Regions from separate parts of the Mus musculus genome. Here region 1 is linked to region 2. A link is a contact called in public Hi-C data. All regions are on one chromosome and are shown on one strand. The core of a region is the stretch at or near the end of the contact, and the rest is flanking DNA. Distances in the headings are between cores, read along the strand shown. Region 1 has its middle 19 kb from the start of Itm2a. Region 2 has its middle 32 kb from the start of Gpr174.

Region 1 (5,696 bases), core at 2,683-5,182, 200 kb before region 2:
ATTTAGTCACCTCATTCCATACAAAAGAGAGAGCTACATTATCAATAGGTTGATAATGTGCTGGAAACTTTCCCCCAGACTTTTAAATCCAATTACAGAGATCAGTAATTGCTGGCATTCTCAATGTGTCTCTCCACCCTCGAACTACTGAAAGGTTTTAAAATATTTTTCAACTTCAATCAATAGCTAGTCTAAGCAAGTTAAACTCATTTGTCTTTATTGCACTACTAAAGGAGGAAGGAAAGTGAAACATTCAGTTTGAGAGAAAAATGGCTAGAATCTGTAATCATAAGTGAAGAAGTGCATGAGAGTTTGCTGTGGAAGTGCTAAACAACACTCAAAATAAAATTCTCAATAAGATGAAAAGGTGCATAATATACAGACTATTTCAATAATTAGAAAACTTGTGCTATAATTAATATTTGACAATTTAATCTATCTTTAAACTGTTCCTTTTGTGCAAAGAGATATATAGAGGCATAATTGAATATTAGTCAAGTAAAAACAATTAGGACCAAATTAAACTTAACATTAATGTTAAATCTGGTGCTTTAGAAATGAATGGCCTTAGGCACAATTAGTAAGTGATTGTTACTGATATTCATATTGTTATATGTGATTTTATTTTAGCAAAGTGCTAAATATATCACACTTTAGCATTTATTTTCTTTTATAGTTTCTATAAATCTATCATGAATGAAGTATATGAAGGCCCATCAAAGCCTATTAATTCAAAGATTTTCTAGAATGCATTTGTTGTAAAACCTTGTACTCTGTTGTAATTACATCATTGTACCAAAATACCTGAAAAGCAACTTAAGAGAGGGCACATTTATTTTGACACGTGGTTTTAGAGGGTTCAGGCCATTCGTGTTTGGCTCTGTATTTCTGGACCTGAAGTGAGGCAGTGCAGCCTGCTCACTTCATGGTGGTTAGGAAGAAGAGCAATAAGAAAAGGCCAGGGTAAAATAAAATCCCCCAAGACATACCCCCGTGACCACTTCCTTTATCCAGGATCATCCTAAAGTTTTCACCAATTCCTAAAATAACACCATGAACTAGGGACAAGGTTTCAATACATGAGCCTGCAGGGAACATGTCATAACCAAACCATAACAACATCTAAACATAAGCTAAATTGTTTCTAGTTCTCTGACATTATCAACATCATCTATCTATCTATCTATCTATCTATCTATCTATCTATCTATCTATCTATCTATCTATCTACAATGCTGATATCTCCCATATGCCTTTGTCTGATTGACCTTATGTGTGTTAAAGTTTTACAAAGAAAAAGGGCTCACAAAATCAGTTGTTTCACACCTTATTTCTTTCCATGATTTCATTACAAGAGTCTTATTATTTAGCTATATACTTGACAAGATTTCAATTTGTAATACACCTTTAATTTTAGTGAGAATTCTAGAGAACTGATGGAGTTGAACATTTTTTGTGTTAATATTGATCCCATATTTGGAAAGATTTGAGAATTCACAGCCCATAATTCATAATAAATTAAAAGCATCAATTTTTTACACTCCAGATTTTATTGCCCCTTCCTGTCCATGCTCAAACTGTTCCATATCCCATACCTCCTCTCCACCCCCTGTCTCCATGTGGATGTCCCCACCCTCCACCCCACCAAACCTCTAAACTCCCTGGGGCCTCCAGTCTCTTGAGGGTTAGGTGCTTCATCTCTGAATGAACACAGACCTGGATGCCCTCTCTTCTATATGTGTTGGGGGGCCTCATATCAGCTAGTTTATGCTGCCTGGTTGATAGGCCAGTGTTTGAGAGATCTCAGGGGTTCAGGTTAATTGAGACTGTTGTTTCTCCTAGAGGTCGCCCTCCTCCTCAGCTTCTTTCTGCATTTTCCTAATTCAACCACAGGAGTCAGCTGCTTCTGTCCACTGGTTGGGTGCAAATATCTGCATCTGACTCATCAGCTGCTTATTGGGTCTTCCAGAATGTGGTCATGCTAGGTCCCTTTTTGTGAGCACTCAATAGCCTCAGTAATAGTGTCACACCTTGAAACCTCCACCCTAAGCAGGATCCGACTTTGGGCCTGTTGTTAGACCTTCTTTTCCTCAGGATCCTCTGCATTACCATCCTTGTAGCTCATTCAGACAGGAACAATTAATTATAGGTCAGAGTTTTGACTGTGGGATGGCAACCCCCCCCCCCCCGCTCTCATTTAATGCCCTGTCTTCCTGCCGGGGGTGGACTCTATAAGTTCCCTCTACCTACTGTTGAGCATTTCATCTAAGGTCCCTCCCTTTGAATTCTAAGAGTCTCTCACCACCCAGGTCTCTTGTACATTTTTGGAGGGTCCCCCAAACCTCCTACCTGAGGTTGCCTGTTTCCATTCTTTCCGCTGGCCCTCAGGACTTCAGTCCTTTTCCCTCACCCAGTACTAGATCAGGTTCACCTCTCCCTTCCCCCCATCCAGTTTCCCTCCCAGGTCTCCCCCTCCCTCCCCACTTGTGAATGCTTTCTTCTCCCTCCCAAGTGGGACTGAGGCATCCTCACTTGGGCCCTTCAGCTTGTTGACCCTTTTGAGTTCTGTGGACTGTATCTTAGGTCTTCTTCTTCTTCTTCTTCTTCTTCTTCTTCTTCTTCTTCTTCTTCTTCTTCTTCTTCTTCTTCTTCTTCTTCTTCGGCTAATATCCACTTATTAGTGAGTAGATACAGTGTATGTCCTTTTGGGTCTGAGTTACCTCAGTCAGGATATTTCCTAGTTCCATCCATTTGCCTGCACAAGCGTCAATTAAACTTGGCATCTAATAATTTGATTATGATGACAAAGTAAGTGTAAGCCATAATTAGAGTGATGAGCAAATATATTCCATTTGTTACCAAAACTAAAGATTTTAACTTTTGAGTAACTATCTGATAGTGTTCATGGGTTCCAAACAGTTAATTGTCTTTTTCTCTGGATGATTCTTATTTTTAAAAACATGTCCACCAAGGTTTATCAATAATTTTAAAATTTATAGGCATTTTTTATAATTCATATTCAAAGAAATTTTTATTTAAAGATAATTTCTATCCAAGGCAAATGGTAAATGCAGATATGAATACAAATGAAATTGGCTACAAGTTGAAAACTCTAGCTTCCTGAACTATAGGAAGGGTAAAGAGGAACAAATCAAAACAAAAATAATTGGTTTATCTGGGCAGTATTGTTAAACAATGAGTGAGAACTGTGAGTATATTATCTTATATATAAATGTCAATTTAGCATAAAATTGAAACAGTGAAAGAATGCAATTTCTATTAAAGATCATTAGCATATACTTTATTTCGCAGCAGGGAGGAAAGTAAAGCAAAAGTAAAGTAAAATCCAATGTGATATGGGAATGTTAATTTATATAAATTTTCCATTTAGAGTAATTATTAGGCATAAGTGAGCAAATATTACTTTTGTACTTCCTGCTCCATTGTGCCCTGATCCAGAAGTGTGACAATTCGTCAGTATGGTACACATGAAGGTAAGACCTCTCAATGGTCTTCCAATTCATTTACTTAAAGCTTGATCATAATATATATGAAATTATCATTGCTTTGTGGAATTTAATCTACTCAACGATCCAATTTGTTCTATAAAATATAATAGACATAAAGTTAAGTCACATTGGATTTGTTTGAAATATACCTGTCAGAGCATTAGTCAAATACAGCACTACTCTTTGTAATTAAAAGTAAAATCTTTGACAGGTTGACTTTGAAGTTAGTCACATTCACAGCTCTTTCTTAGATACTTGCTTTCTTTTGATTTTACACATTGCATTTGCTTTTGTTCTGTTATCTACCACTATCTCTGTACAGAAAACTGTAAAACCGGAGGACAGATTTAAGATATATTTCAAGTATACCTACTGCATACCAAATTAGCATCAAGTTTTCTCAAGTTTCCAGGTGTCTTAGCCAGCCACGCATGTAAGTCATTTCCTCTTAAGATTTTCATTGAATGTTCTCACTACTTCCTGTACACAACCCACAACTAAAAAAGAAAAATCAAAAAAACATAGAAACATACATATGCATCATCATGTCACAAAACATACTCTGTATTGAAATTTTATACAACACCTATCTACAATTCAACAAATTATTTTGAAAAGTAACATGAAGTTCTATGAATTTACAAATTCCAGTTTTTGGTCAGTCTGAATTTTAGGCCAAATATATGCTCAAATTGAGTATGTGCATATATTCAAATGTATTCACATACATTTGTTAATTATCTTACACCACCAACAAACACATCAAATATACATAAATAGTAAAACCATTGAAATCTACATATTTTATCAACCATCTAAAAAAATACCAACTTAGGGATTAGTGCTGAAATTAGACTATGTGAACTTGACAGCAACTCTCGTCTGTGATGCATTTCTCCTAGATAACGACCCACTTAGAGACGAAATAGCCTCTTCTACCTCCCCATTCTATCCTTTAAAACATCCTTTATTTTTTATCATATTAACATAAAAACTGACTCAGTATTATGCAATTGTTTGGGACTTGCTGGGTGTTGTTGTTTCTTTAAAGTAAGCCTCATGACATAGGCTTGTACTATATCTTTCTTTAAAGCATTTGGAGAACAATAAAAGTCATTTAATATAATACTCTCTTTAACTGTGTGTGTGTGTGTGTGTGTGTGTGTGTGTGCGCTCACACACATGTGAGTGTGGAAAACAAAGGACAACTTCAGGTATTAGTATTCAGATGATGTCCATCTTTTTGCTTGAGGGAGGATCACATATGAACTGGGCTTTTGCTATTTTGTCCAGGATTGCTGGCCCTGTAATTCCCAAATTAAGAGGCATGTATGTATGTATGGCTTCTACATATGTACATACATCTGTAAAGTCCAAACTCATATCTTCATATTTAAGAAGTAAATGCACTACCTATTGAGCCTCCTTCCTAGAACTCCTGCACAATTTTTAACTTTCAATTGTTGGGAAACAAAAGAAATAAACCTAAAAAGTCACTAATGGTTTTCTAAAATTGAGTGACAGAGAAATTCATGGAGTCTCACTCTCCTCATAAAAAGTATAATAGGTTTCACAAAAGTAGATATGTAGTATCTGAATAAGTTGACTATATCCAGCAGAGGGAAAAAAAAAGGTCAGTTAATTCTTGGTTCTTGTCCTTTCCATTTTGTGATTCAATTGCTTCTCTTGGAATCAAATCAAGGAATAATATTTGTATTCCAATGTTCCTGTGGCTAAGTCTACCCAAAGGAATGTAGAGAACTGAAGACTCTCTAGATAATTGGAAACAGTCTTGTTACTGTAAGACCACATAACCTTTTTCATCACTATAGGGCTAATATTTGCCCTTATCACATGAAATTGCAAATAAGTGACTTGAGTACTCCCTCTCTAGTATATACTCCCATGAAAAATGAATATTTTGCTATAATTTTGCTCGCATCATCTCTATAGCAACAGGCTACTGGATATAGCTCATTTTTTATTTTTTTACCTATTAATTTTAAATACTTGGAAATTAATTTTAACATTTCATATTAAAATAAAAAGTACAGAAATGTCTTTGATATTTCTGTATTCAATGTATATAGACTCATGACAGACTGCATACACTTTATACGTCCAAATGAATCATAGTTCTTCTCCATAATTACTCTTGGGTACCGTATTATATATTTTTGGAGTACA
Region 2 (6,376 bases), core at 710-3,209:
CCCTAAACAAAAATTAGAAACAAGTGTATTTAATACCTCAATTTAAGAACTAAAATACTAAAATTTCTAGAAGTAAACTTAGACATAAACATCAAAGTAAACCTACAAGATAAAAGAGTGGGAAAGAACTTTCTGAGTAGGACTTCATTTGCCAAGGAATCATGGCCAACAGTTGATAACTGGGACTTTGCAAAACTAAAAGCTTCTGTACAAAACTAAGGAAACAGTTAAATGAATGAAGAGAAGTCCCACAGAATGGGAGAGAATATTTGTCAGATATACATGTGACTGAGAGTTAATATGCAGAATATACAAAGAACTCACAAAACAAAACGTTAAAGCAACATATGACCCAATTAAAAATAAGCAAGGGATCTGTGCTGGACAGATTTATGTCAGCTAGACAGAAACTAAAGTCATCAGAGAGGAGGAAAGCCTCCATTTTTCTGTAAAACATTTTCTTAATTAGTGACTTATGGGGGAGGGCCAAGTCCATCGTGGATGGAGATACTGCTGGGATGGTGGTCCTGGATTCTATTCTATTCTATTCTATTCTATTCTATTCTATTCTATTCTTACAGCAGTCTAAGTAAACCATGAGGAGCAAGTCAGTAAGTAGCACCCCCCCAAAGCCTCGCCATCAGCTCCGGTCTCCAGGTTTCTGCCATGTTTGAGTTCCTGTCCTGACTTCCTTTGATGTTGAACAGAAATATGGAAATGTAAGCTGAATAAACCCTCTCCTCCCCAATTCACTTTTCAGTCATGGTGTTTCATTGCAGCAGTTAAAACCCTAACTAAGACAAGATCTATACAAGGGTTATCAATAGAAGAAATAAAAAGGCCAAGAAATACTCAAAAAGTGTTCATCATCATTAGCAATTAAGAAAATGCAAATTAAAATATCTTTGAAACTTCATTTTAACCATGTCTTCTAGCAAGTAAATCTGTTTCAGTTTTTCTTAAAATGCCTTAAGTCTATTTTTGAAGGTTTTTATTGTGGAATATAACTTACTCTTAGTTTATACATGTTTTTACACATTTTGAATAATTCATCTCACTTCTTGTGATTTCCATTGTTCATCAGATTTTGGCTGTATCTGCATCCTCTTGCTACTTTCAGTATTTTCTCTATTTGAGCTCTTAACATTCTTACTATGATATGACTCTTTGGTAGAGTTCTTTCTACTTGTTCCATTTGATACTCATTGTATTTATTAAATTAGACAATTATTTTAAAAATTTATAAAATCCATAGATATTCTTTCTTTATTTTTTTCCTAACTCCCTGTCTGTTTCCTGTATTCCTAGTATCCCTACTACATGTCTCACACTTTTACCCAAGACTTTACTTATTTTCTCATACATTTTGTTTCTGTTCATTATACATCATAGCCAGTATTCGTCTGTCTTTAATTTTGTTATTTTGTTTTAGATTTTCTTGTACTAATCGTTTTATTCATTTAGATTTCAAATGATATCCTCCTTTCCAGTTCCCTTCCATATTAATTTGAAAGCAAATGTATTCTTGTTCTCCTCTAATAAATGCCATACTTTAGTTGTTTTAGTTTTCATTTGAGAATTTTTATTCCATATATACTTAATTGGTTTACTGTGAGCAGTTTTTACTATTTGTAAATACATAAAATAGGTGCTGTAATACCTTTGTCTACAAAGTCCGAAATCTCGGTTTTGCCAAATGTCTGCTTTTGAAGACTTTATTTTTATATGTGTGTGTCTATGCACGTATCTATATGTATGTGCCTGTGTGTATATGTGAATATATGTGTAAAAGTGTTCTCATGCAGGCCAATTGAGGGTTTCAGATCTGCTGGAGCTACAGTTACTGGCGGTTGTGAGCTGCCTGACATGGCTGCTGGGAAACAAACTCAGGTCTTCTGCAAGCACAGTACTTGTTCTTCACCACTCAGCCATTTCATTTCTCTAGCCTCTCAGATTTCTTTAAAGTTTGCTTCATTTCCTGAGAATGAGTCACATTTCCTGTGTATGGGTTATGTTTTATTATGTCTCTATATGTCTTGATTTTGGTACTTCTAAAAACAAGAGAAGTCATATTCTGTAGTAATACTGCTACTAAGTATCCTCCATTTTTGGCAATTATTAATGTTATTTGTTTGGTTAGCAATTTATGCTCAATAACTTGACTTCTGTGTCTGAAAAGTGATTCTCCTGACTTGTCAGTATCTGATGTCCCATCTCAGATCGTTCTCTGTACTATTACATCATTGAATCAGATTTCTTCAATTTTGGCTCGCTTGTTTAGCATAAACCACTTAATTATCAGTGGTATAATTAAATACACAGAGTCAGCTGGACTTTGTTCTTTATCACATTTTATGTAAGCATGTGGCTTGGAAACCTGTCAACAATTTAGGTAAGCTTTATTTTGCTGTTCTTTCTTACTGGGATTAGTAGCTCAGATGACTACTTCATAGCTGTTTATAAGAGATCTTGACTCTTTATTAACTATTTTGGGCATATGTAGCCTTACAGACGGCCAGAGTTGAATGTGATCTTATTTTTAATTCCTAGGTTATTAGTTTATTATTTAGTTGGCATTTGGCCCTTCACACATTTAACTGTTTACTTCATGATCTGTATGGCTTGGGGAAGCTTTGAAAGTAAGTAGTAGTATAGGCATACATATTCTGAATCTCCAGAGTCACTGCAATATCAGAGAGCTTTTCAAAGTTGTCTCATTTCCTCTTTCTGCCTATGAAATTTTGAAGCATCTCCTATTTTGTTGTCCCTTAATTGATCCTTTCCAAAATCTTCACTTTATGACAGGACTCTTAGATTTTAAGTCTTCATTCTTTTATGAGCTAGTTGTCCTCTTGTTCTAAGAAAATGCCTGATAAAAAAACAATTTAAAGAGGGAAGGGTGGCTTCTAGCTCATAATACCAAAATAAAGTCTATCATGGCAATGGAGAAGTTACTGGTGGCAGGAACATGAGATTGTTCTCACATTGTATCCTTGGTCAAGAAGCAGAGATCCATTAATGAAAGCTCATTTTCAACCTTTTTTAGTTTGGAGCACATGTTCATGGAATGGTGGCACCCTCAAGATGGGTCTTCCCACCTCAACTAAGGTAAGCCCTCACAGGCTTATCTCCTAGTTGATTACAGAGCCTGTCAAGTTGAAAATAAACATTCCATCACACCTCTATTCCAAAAATGTTAGACCCATTAAAGCTGTCTTTATGATCTACAGCTTTCAGTAATCATAGCCTTATGTCATCTTACAAAGGTAGAGATGACAACATGTTTGTTTTGGAATAAATCTCTTTTCTACTAGTGGGAGAAGTACAGTATAATTCCTGGTTTTCTTGAACAGACTCTCCCAGCATTTAACTTCTATCTTATGAGCACACACATGTGGTATTCATCAGCATTTAGGATTCTCTGTCACTTCTAGGTGAAATCTTAGCCTTATTAAATGAATTTGAGTAAATATACACTTTCATTCTTGCAACCATAATTTCTGGGTATAGAGTTTATGCAATTTACATCTGTGTGATGGCATGAGATAAGCTTATGCCTTGACTTTCTCAGGGCGGAGCCCTGTCTTTAAAGGAAGAAAGGTCTTCCTTTGTGTTCACACCTGCCCCCAAAAAGCTCAGAAACAAAGTTTCCATAAGAGAGATGCAGAAGGCAGAGCAAAGAAAATTATCGTAATTCAAGTACAAGTGACTCTGATTCTTATTGTTATATCCAACAAATGTTTCTTAATAAAGAATTCAATCATTTCTAACGTGCTTGTGTGCTTCTAACACAGATGAAATTTCAGAAAAAAATTAAATTCTGTTTTAAGTAACTTTTTTATTTTTATTTATTTATTTCTTTATATTTTTATTAGGTATTTTCCTCATTTACATTTCCAATGTTATCCCAAAAGTCCCCCATACCCTCCCCCCCCCACACTCCCCTACCCATCCACTCCCACTTTTTGGCCCTGGCATTCCCCTGTACTGGGGCATATAAAGTTTGCAAGTCCAATGGGCCTCTCTTTCCAGTGATGGCCGACTAGGCCATCTTTTGATACATATGCAGCTAGAGTCAAGAGCTCAGGGGTACTGGTTAGTTCATAATGTTGTTCCACCTATAGGGTTGCAGATCCGTTTAGCTCCTTGGGTACTTTCTCTAGCTCCTCCATTGGGGGCCCTGTGATCCATCCAATAGCTGACTGTGAGCATCCACTTCTGTGTTTGCTAGGTAATTTTAACCAGTTAAATTTTTGTTTTTCTGTGAAGATTATCTGAAAAGTGTCTTGCACAGATAGAATGCTTTAGAAATAATTTATTATAACACAGATTTGATTGTTCATGCATATTTTTCTGGAGCTTATCTTCTGCTCTATGAAAGAGTTGAGTGCATACAATAGAGCCTTCACAATGTACGATGTTTACTATGGTAACTTTCTAGAAACTACTTTTCACCTCCTAACTTAATTAGATATTCTTTTTAGTTATTTAGCACTATTTAATATCATTTTAAGATTCTGAGATAAAATGAATATAAATAATAACTTAAAAGAATATTAATAAATACCCCAAATATAATGGGTATAAAATGGTTTTGCTATAGATCCTAATTATATAATGAGTTTGAACAGCTTCAATGGAATAGAAATTTCAATGTAGATTTAGTAACTATAATCTGAGAAGTCACTAGTAAGGACAGAAGGGACAGTTAGGAGAGAATAGATTTAAGTTGGAGGACAAACAAAGTAAATGAAAGAGTGAATGATGCCTCAAAGTGTCAAAGTAGTGATGAGAAGAAGGATTCACTGCAGTAGTAATAGAATGTTGAGAGGTTTCCTTGATGAGTTATAAATCGTCTGTACTTATTGCTACCCATAGTTTCAGCATTATTCTTTCTGCTTTGCATTAATTTATAAGAAAACACACATATTTCATGGCCTAACTCACCATCAAACACTGCAGAAAGCAGGTGTTTACTATTAGAAGTTATTCCTTACCCAAGGCTGAAGCCCTCTCCATCTTGGAGCTGTAGATGTACAGAGGTACATATTTCCCATACTCAGATCAGTGTTCTCAGTATGGGACACAGATTTTGCAAATTTGGCTCTAAAGCTGTGAGATTCCAAACATGTTTTGTAACTCTTCTGTTATCCTGCAGCTGTGCATTGCTGGTTTCCTTGTTATGGAAAGCACTCTTGTCCTCTTCAGAGATATTTGTACTCTGTCCATGAATAAATCCCCTCTGCACACAGGAACACCTAAATTATTTACTTTTCAAGCTCTCTGGGCAGCTGGAAAGCATATTTTTAAGTAGCATATGAAATGAAATCACATTCTATTTCCTAATGGAGTTTTTATTTAACTGAAAAGTCTCTCAGCACAGACTGCTGTTTGCTTGTTACAAATCTATTGCAGTCTTTGAATCAAGATAAAGTGAAAAGAACTGTATGTAGACAAGGAGTTCTAGGCTGGACTCTTCTCCCAGCTCACCCTGGAACTCTGTATGTAACTCAGGCCTGCTTCTTCCTCCATGAAAAGGAAAGAAGATGTTGTAGGCAAATTATCTCTGAGGTTACTTGAAACTACACAAATTTCTGAAATCTACTAAGGATTTGTGGATTTCATTCCAGCTGCAGCCTCTGAGTCAGTTTGCTTTGGAAGGGCTTCATACCTGGGGATGATATTTTCCAGTAGCTCATGGAGCCCAGGGCACACATTCCCCATGCTCCACTCTAATCACCCAGCCTGAGCCCCAGCTTCTGCAGATTTGGCCCTAGAGCTGCGAAATTCCAAGGTTCATGCATAACCTTGCATTTCTCCCACAGCTGTGAACTACTCCTTTTATCCACCCTTGTAAGTCCTCACAGGCCCTCTGTTCCACTTCAGAATTTACACTCTTTGGTGGCATGAAAGGCCCACCTATACCTCTAACTCAACACCTTCTCTCTGTAGCTAAGCAGCAACCATTAATTTGAAAGTAAAATAAAATTTTTGTGCCTCTTTCAATTGATTTATAAAGAGCAGAAGATACAAAATCTATAAATAATACATATAATAAATTGTAAAGCAAGTCTCATTTACACTGTAAAATCTATGCATTTGAACTTGGTATACCTATGGTATCTGGACCATTTTTTTTTCTAATCTGTTAAACAGAGATGGCAGGTCCTGTTTCACTTACCACATAGAATAGTTGTGAGTATTTATGTTGCAGATGTGAATATGATTAGAAAATATTCAGTACTATACCATTCACACAATAAATATTTTAACCTGTTTATCAATGGTGATAATACAGATTGTGATTATTATAAAAATACTTTTAAAAAAACCTGTTGTATCTTAACCCATACTGTGTATGTTAAATATCATGATG

What was found. A called contact is a pair of places that touch in the nucleus more often than the background predicts.
Region 1: a contact with region 2 is called in a Hi-C map of embryonic stem cells, with 1.7 times the contacts expected there. The contact joins two enhancer-like sites. A contact is called at or near these places in 1 of 15 datasets of contacts at CTCF or cohesin (stem cell-derived epiblast-like cells), 20 of 484 Hi-C or Micro-C datasets (CD4 T cells, CD8 T cells, the G1E-ER4 cell line and 9 more) and 1 of 115 datasets of contacts at active chromatin or transcription factors (embryonic stem cells).

What each region holds. Positions count from the first base shown.
Region 1 is chrX:107,419,712-107,425,407 of GRCm38.p6, reverse strand. No RefSeq gene overlaps it. Among named protein-coding and RNA genes, the nearest start is that of Itm2a, 19 kb to the right of the region's middle. Within about 2 kb of position 3,932, at least 11 of the 459 cell types and tissues checked have an H3K27ac peak or open chromatin away from gene starts, as enhancers often do.
Region 2 is chrX:107,220,639-107,227,014 of GRCm38.p6, reverse strand. No RefSeq gene overlaps it. Among named protein-coding and RNA genes, the nearest start is that of Gpr174, 32 kb to the left of the region's middle. Within about 2 kb of position 1,959, at least 15 of the 459 cell types and tissues checked have an H3K27ac peak or open chromatin away from gene starts, as enhancers often do.